Linked DNA regions of Nomascus leucogenys: region 2 is linked to region 1. Evidence: chromatin contacts called from public Hi-C data. All regions are on one chromosome and are shown on one strand. The core of a region is the stretch at or near the end of the contact, and the rest is flanking DNA. Distances in the headings are between cores, read along the strand shown.

What was found. Hi-C and Micro-C count contacts between places; a contact is called where the count stands out from the background.
Region 2: a contact with region 1 is called in a Hi-C map of a lymphoblastoid cell line, with 4 times the contacts expected there. The contact joins the promoter of GAR1 here to the promoter of SEC24B in region 1. A contact is called at or near these places in 2 of 4 Hi-C or Micro-C datasets (a lymphoblastoid cell line and an unstated tissue).

The regions. Positions count from the first base shown.
Region 1 is chr18:58,358,436-58,361,601 of Asia_NLE_v1, reverse strand. SEC24B (protein transport protein Sec24B) reads right to left here and starts at 1,586. Exons shown (of 23, transcript XM_030798127.1): 1 at 1,367-1,586. The coding sequence starts at 1,493. LOC101176846 (a long non-coding RNA gene) reads left to right here and starts at 1,546. Exons shown (of 3, transcript XR_004026697.1): 1 at 1,546-1,629.
Region 2 is chr18:58,750,488-58,753,653 of Asia_NLE_v1, reverse strand. It overlaps GAR1 (H/ACA ribonucleoprotein complex subunit 1), which reads right to left and starts at 1,672. Exons shown (of 7, transcript XM_003269356.3): 1 at 1,381-1,672; 2 at 801-1,026. The coding sequence starts at 1,014. LOC115831177 (a long non-coding RNA gene) reads left to right here and starts at 1,713. Exons shown (of 2, transcript XR_004026683.1): 1 at 1,713-1,828; 2 at 2,215-2,370.

The DNA of each region.
Region 1 (3,166 bases), core at 337-2,836:
TCACAAATAGTATTTTTACATTTGCTCGGAACAGGTGTACAACACCAATAACACTGGTCATATCCAAAAGCCATTATAGTAAACAATGACTACTGAGAGTACAGCATGTAATACTGATAGGTAAGGCTGATCCAAAGAATATTAAGGCTAAAGTATCACTCAACCTCTGATCCTCAGGACAAACGATACACTTCATGTTTGAAAAGCATCAGTTGTAAAACTTAGATGTTGGTTAACCTAATTCATAAAGTCCAGCAGATTTTCATTAGGAAATTAGATAAAACAGGTCAATCATCTGGAGAGTACTAACGTAGTTTGGTTCTCGTACCAGACAGAGGTATTTTTCTAAATTCAGTCAATTACTTTCCAAGGTTCTCACCTGACATAATATCAAGTCTATAAGGAGAATTCCCCCACTCTTGGCCCCTATCCGCGAACATTCCAAATCTCAGCATTAGGGAATGCATATCCTACAGACGATCATTTTGCAGCCTACTAAAAGCCCACGACCTTAATATGAAAGCGGCTTTCGTGTTGCATTTGGCTGCTGCCTGTATGAAGGCCCTGCCGCAAAGCAGGGCCAACTCTGGCACGTTTTTCCATCTCTGAAAGTGGAGCTAGGAAAAACACCCAGATCTAAAGATGTTCGTTTAAATCCGTTTGCACCTGCTCCCTTTCAAACACTACAAGCAAACTCCAAAAGCTGGACCAGCAGCCGCACCGGCAATGACAGATCTTGAGGCCGAACTGGGTCAGGGTTAGTTACACTTACATAGCATATTTACACCCTTTTGTCTACAAACTTGAGTGCAAACTTAAGTTTCCTCAAGGCAGCGTGTTCGCTGGGCCTCAGGAACCGAAGCAATTTTCCTGAGACAGGAAGGGCACAATCCACCCTGCTGGGTGGCTGCACCAGCCTTCCCCAGACCACGCACTCAGCGGCCTCGGCTTCCGGCCAGCTCTCGCAGCCAAGGGGTCGCTCGGGGCAACTCGCCCGCGTCCAGGCTGGGTAACTGGGTTTTACTACGTGGGCTCCCAGCTTTTCAGTCGCTCCTACTCGCCCCCGGCGGTTTCGGGCCTGGGGTCGCATTACATAAACAGCCCCGGCCCCAGCTTTCCCAGGCCCCCCCCCCCCCCCGCCACCCAACGCCAGGGGCGTCCCACCCCCGCGCGCCCCGCGCCGCGCCTTCCCTGCCCGCTCCCCGCGCCCAGCCCGGACCCCGCGGCCTCCGCACCGCGCCCGCTCCCCTCCCTCGGGCTAGGCCTGGCCCCGAACGCCCTTCCCGGCCCGCCCCGCCCCGATGTGGCCGCGCAGGCCGCCGAGCCGGTGCTAGGCCCCGCGCTCCGCCCGGGCCGTCCGCCTCACCGTTCTGCTGGTGCGGCGCGGGGCCCGGGCCCGCGGGCGCTGCGGCTCCTGAGGCGGCCGCTCCGCCGAACTTGGGCGGGATCCGGGCGCTGGCGGCCGGGTGAGGGGACCCGGCGGGGGCCGACATGACGGCGCTGGTGGCGACGGCGGCTCCGCTTCGGGGAGGTGGGCGGAGGGAAGGGAAGGCGGGGCCGGAGAGGAGAGAGGAAGAGGAAGGAACGCGCCTGGCGTCACTAAGGGTGTCACCCGGGACCGCGGCCCAGGTGCCCAAGCTCCTCCGCGAGCCCAGCGCTGCCGCTCGGCGGCTGCTGCGGGCGCGGGGATCGTGGGTCGCTCCGCCTTGCCCCACGCGCCCCACGCCGCGGGACTTACACCTGGGGTCGCTTCCCGCACGCGCGGGCCTCACGCCGGTGCCGCCGCAGCGCCCCCTGCAGGCCGGAGCCGAGCTGGCCCAGGCCTGAGGCTGGCCCGGGGTTCCGCGGCCCCAGTGCCGGCCCGGCGACTGCTGCTCCGGCCCGGCCAGGCTGCCTTCGTGTTGAGGCGAGAGGCCTGGGCCTCAGTGGGTGAAGGGACCGGGTGGCCCGCTCCCACCTTGGGCAGAGGCTCGATCGGCCGCGGCGAGGCTGGGCCCAGCATTACTGGGAGGGGAACTTGAGAGCCGCGGGTTGATGTACGGAGCTCAGGCAACGACCGACCACCCACCCTTCCTCGAATAGGAACAATGGCTTGGGTTTGGTTTTTAATTTTTGATTCCCCCACCTCCCTTTCTTAATTCCAAAGGAAATATAGCATTCAAGCTCCATGTCTTTTGGGAGTATATAATTCCTTGGCAAAGAAAGAGGAAACATTTCTCTGATAAACACAAGAATCTCAGTAAGAATTGCATTATTGAGAACTTTTCCCACTGATAAAGTAGAGAAGAGGAAGGGGAACATAGGGTAAGGGAGTGCTGGAAGACAAACTTTATCTTTTTTTTTTTTTTTTTTTTGTGAAGTGTTGGTGCATCCTGTTGGTGTTCGGAGAAGTTGTGACTCAGCTTGCTTTGTCTACATTAGTGGAATCTAAGTCTTTCTGGTCTGTCTCAGCACACTCACTGGCAGGCCCTAGACTACATTACCCAAGTCATTTTGCCATCTTGGAATCCTGAGTATGTCATCATTCTGTATTGGAGATGAGATTGCTCAGAAACACTGAATTCAGAATGGGATCTAGGAAGATGGTATTTCTGGAGCAATAAGTCATTTGCTGAATGATTATGCAAAGCATAAATTGCATTGTAGTCTTAGAATAATACAAAGCTTCCCTTTAGTTGTTGCCATAAATTAATAACTGGCATTTTAATGCACTAAATGAACCACAAATAGGATTTTAGTAGTTAGATTTATACCTTTGACTTCTAGGAATTTCAACTACGTTAGAGTCCATATACACAAAAGGGGCAAGCCCTTTTCCACAGCGTTTCCAGCTTCTCCACAGAAACCTAGCCCCACATGAGCAAAAGATCACACTCTGTGCTTCATCAAAGAGATTACACAATTATAGATTCCAGCATCTCCCAGGAGTCCTTTGAATTTGGATTAAGGTCTGTAGTTACGTGGGTAAGGGAATAACTAGGTAATTGGCTTTCTGCACCTGGAATGTATTCTCCTGGGTATAAGAGGCTCATTTTAATCAGAAGTATATGGGATGAAAGTGAACCCTGTCTCTTAAAGGGAGACTCCTTAAGAGGAGGATTGGGGCCATATGTTTTAATAGATCTTCTCCACAATCTTTAATACCTAAGCTGCTTCCCCTTGTCCA
Region 2 (3,166 bases), core at 423-2,922, 390 kb before region 1:
GCTCTCAAGGTCTCATGTATGGACTGGCACAACAGCTTGTGGGCTGGGACCTTTTATTCTAGAAACTGCTCCTTTCAAACCATCCTGCATACTCATCCAACCCATTCTTAATTAGACACTCTTCACCCTCTCTCCTCTTTAATGTAGAAAGTTTCACTTTCTGTGACTTCCATTCCCATCTCATTGTTAATTACTCTAAAACTACCCTAAATGGGTCCTTTTCTCGACTTCCTCTCTGGCAGTTTCCCTCTCAGGCAAATTGTTTTCTCACTTATCTACTTTTGAGTAGTAATAGAAAGTATGGGCTTTGGAGTCAGAATACTTGGCCTTGTATTTCTTTCTTTTCTGTACAGACAGGGTCTCTTGCTTTATTGTCCAGGCTGGTCTCTAACTCCCGGCTTCAAAAGATCCTCCCGTCTCAGCTTCCCAAAGTGTTGGGATTACAGGCGTGAGCCACCGCACCCAGCTTGTATTTCAGCTGTATCACTAATTGATCACTTATCACTAACCTTATGACCCTAGCAAAAAAAACTTAACTCTAAATCATAGTTTTCTCATCTGTAAAATCGGGGAATTAGGGATAAGTACTCACGATTACCTATTTAATACCTTCCTGTCAACCCTCAAGTTCCACCTCCATGATGCATTCTAAGTATCCCTCAGCTTTCTTGATCTCCCCACCCCACCCTTAAATGCTACATTCTCCACAGGCTTGTGTATCCCAAACTTGCTGACTAACAACACAAACCCCCAACCCACCACTACTCCTTCAAGTAGGCTAAATATTGAAGACTGCATACAGACTACACGTTCTGGAGGTCCTTGGTCTTGGCCTTTGTTAAAGCCTCCGCGGCCACCCCCTCGTCCAAAGCCTCCCCTGGCGCCGCCTCTGAAATTGCCGCCGCCTCCACCGCCGCCTCCACCTCGGAAGTGGTTGCTGCTGCCGCCTCGGTTGAAGCCGCCACCTCCAGCACCTCGATTAAAGCCTCCACGACCTCCGCCTCGAAAAGACATTCTCTCTCCTCCCTGATGAAAAAAAACGACCAGTGTCTTCGGATCACTGTAGTCTCTGAGTACACTCCAACCCTTCGGAGCCGCGGTGAGAACACCATAAAGGGGACAAAAGCAGCCCTGTCACCTCACCCACGGTCAGACAGCCAGTGAGGACCACCAACCTGATGGGTGAAGAGTTTACTTCTCCATGGTCTCGTGAGCGCCGACCGACCACACACCAGCCTTGCAGCCCCAGGATTAGTATCTCCTCCCCCTACAGACAGCAAGGTCTTCGCACCGCACCCCCTTCCTTCCTCCCCCGCTCCCTCCGGCAGCTGGGTTCCACATCCAGCATTTTCAAACCCTCCGGCTTCTACGGCCACTCACCGGCGCCACGTGCCCCTCTGGCCCTGGCCTTGCGCACACACCCACCCTCGGGGTACTTCCGCCGCGCTGGAACCTCCTCGGCTACCGTAACGCCACAGAGTTTTTTAAAGACCAGAAACTTGAATAACTGGTTTGCAAAAAAAAAGCCAGTCGCCCGCGGAACAAGCAACACTGGTTCCAAAACAGCCTTTAGCGCTGGAAAAGTGGCAATAATAGCTAACCTTAACCACTAATTTATAACAGTGAGGTCAACTTGCCTAACGCTGAGACGTGGAAGTGACGTATAACAGCGGCGTCCTTTGCAGCACTACGTCCCGGAAGTGCTGCGGCAATGTTGCTCTTGGAGATAGCTGGAGTTAGGGATCCGCCTTCTCTCCCAGAGGCGGGGCAGGTTTCTGTTTGGTTGCCGCCATGACTGCCAGAACTAAAGCACCTTGCAAGGAATGAGGTTGGTTCTTGAAGTCCGTGCTGACTGGCTGGGCGCATTTGCGCATTTGCTTCTCAGGCTGCGAAATGATCCGCAACAGCGCTCACGAGTTTGTTGCTAACTTCAGCAACTGTGCGGACAGGTCTCTGAGGCCTCTGAGCCGCGCTAGGTCCAGTAGATCTGGGCGTCTCAGAACCTGTCACAGCCGACGGAAGCGTTTATCTGAGTTTCTTGTTTCTTCCCGACCTTTTGATTTTCGCACCATTGCGCGCTCAAATATGCCTCTTTTTTTGTCCTATGGTCTCAACTAATTAAAGGAAGAAAAGCAATGCATGTGTGTGTGTAATTTTAAAGAAACTATGCTGCCTTATAGAAAACCAAGCCATCATTTTTATCTTTTGTACCAGGTATTCAAGTATGTTTTGAGCACCGACGGGCTGTGAAGCGGACTGTGCTGGAAGCTCCTCTTCCTCTTCTCTCCTTAAGCCCTTTATATTTGACATCAGCTTCCCCCACATTCTCCAAAGCTTCTCTCACAAATAAAGGTAATGATTTCCCATTTATTAAATTTGGTTGGAGTCTTTTACACCCAAACCCTCTGAGACCTTACCTTGATATTTGACATCGTGTTTAGAAGAGGGGGGAACTTGGTACCTATCTAATTGAGAGGGTTATTGTAAATGGGATTTTAAAATACCTTTGTAGGCGGGGCGCGGTGGCTCACGCCTGTAATCCCAGCACTTTGGGAGGCCAAGGCGGATGGATCACTTGAGGTCAGGAGTTCAGGACCAGCCTGGCCAATACGGTGAAACCCCTTCTCTACTAAAAATACAAAAATTAGCCGGGCATGGTGGCGCACGCCTGTAATCGCAGCTACTCGGGAGGCTGAGGCAGGAGAATCGCTTGAACCCGGGAGTCGGAGGTTGCAGTGAGTCGAGATCACGCCACCGCACTCCAGCCTGGACGACAGAGCAAGACTTGGTCTCAAAACAAACAAAAAACAAAATAAGTGAGAGAGGAAACTTTACTTCTTCCTTTTCTTTTAGTTTAGTAAATGCTGCAATTTGATGTTAACGAATGTTGGTCTTTTTATGGGCCTATATATTATTTTTGAAACAAAAAATGAAAATTACCTATTTAGTGTGAAACCTTTGCTTGTCTTTTGCTGTGTATTTGCTCAATTCTGAATTGAACTTGAGATTGTCACACACAGATTTCATTTTCAACTGAAATGAGATGATTTCTGTCTTTACTCTTAAAACTTAGTAAGAAAAAGCTTGCTCGAACAAGAAGTTTAAAAGTATGTCAAAATGTTTATTACTTTCCTAAAAATGTCGAGCTCCTCTTCTTTCTCAGAAA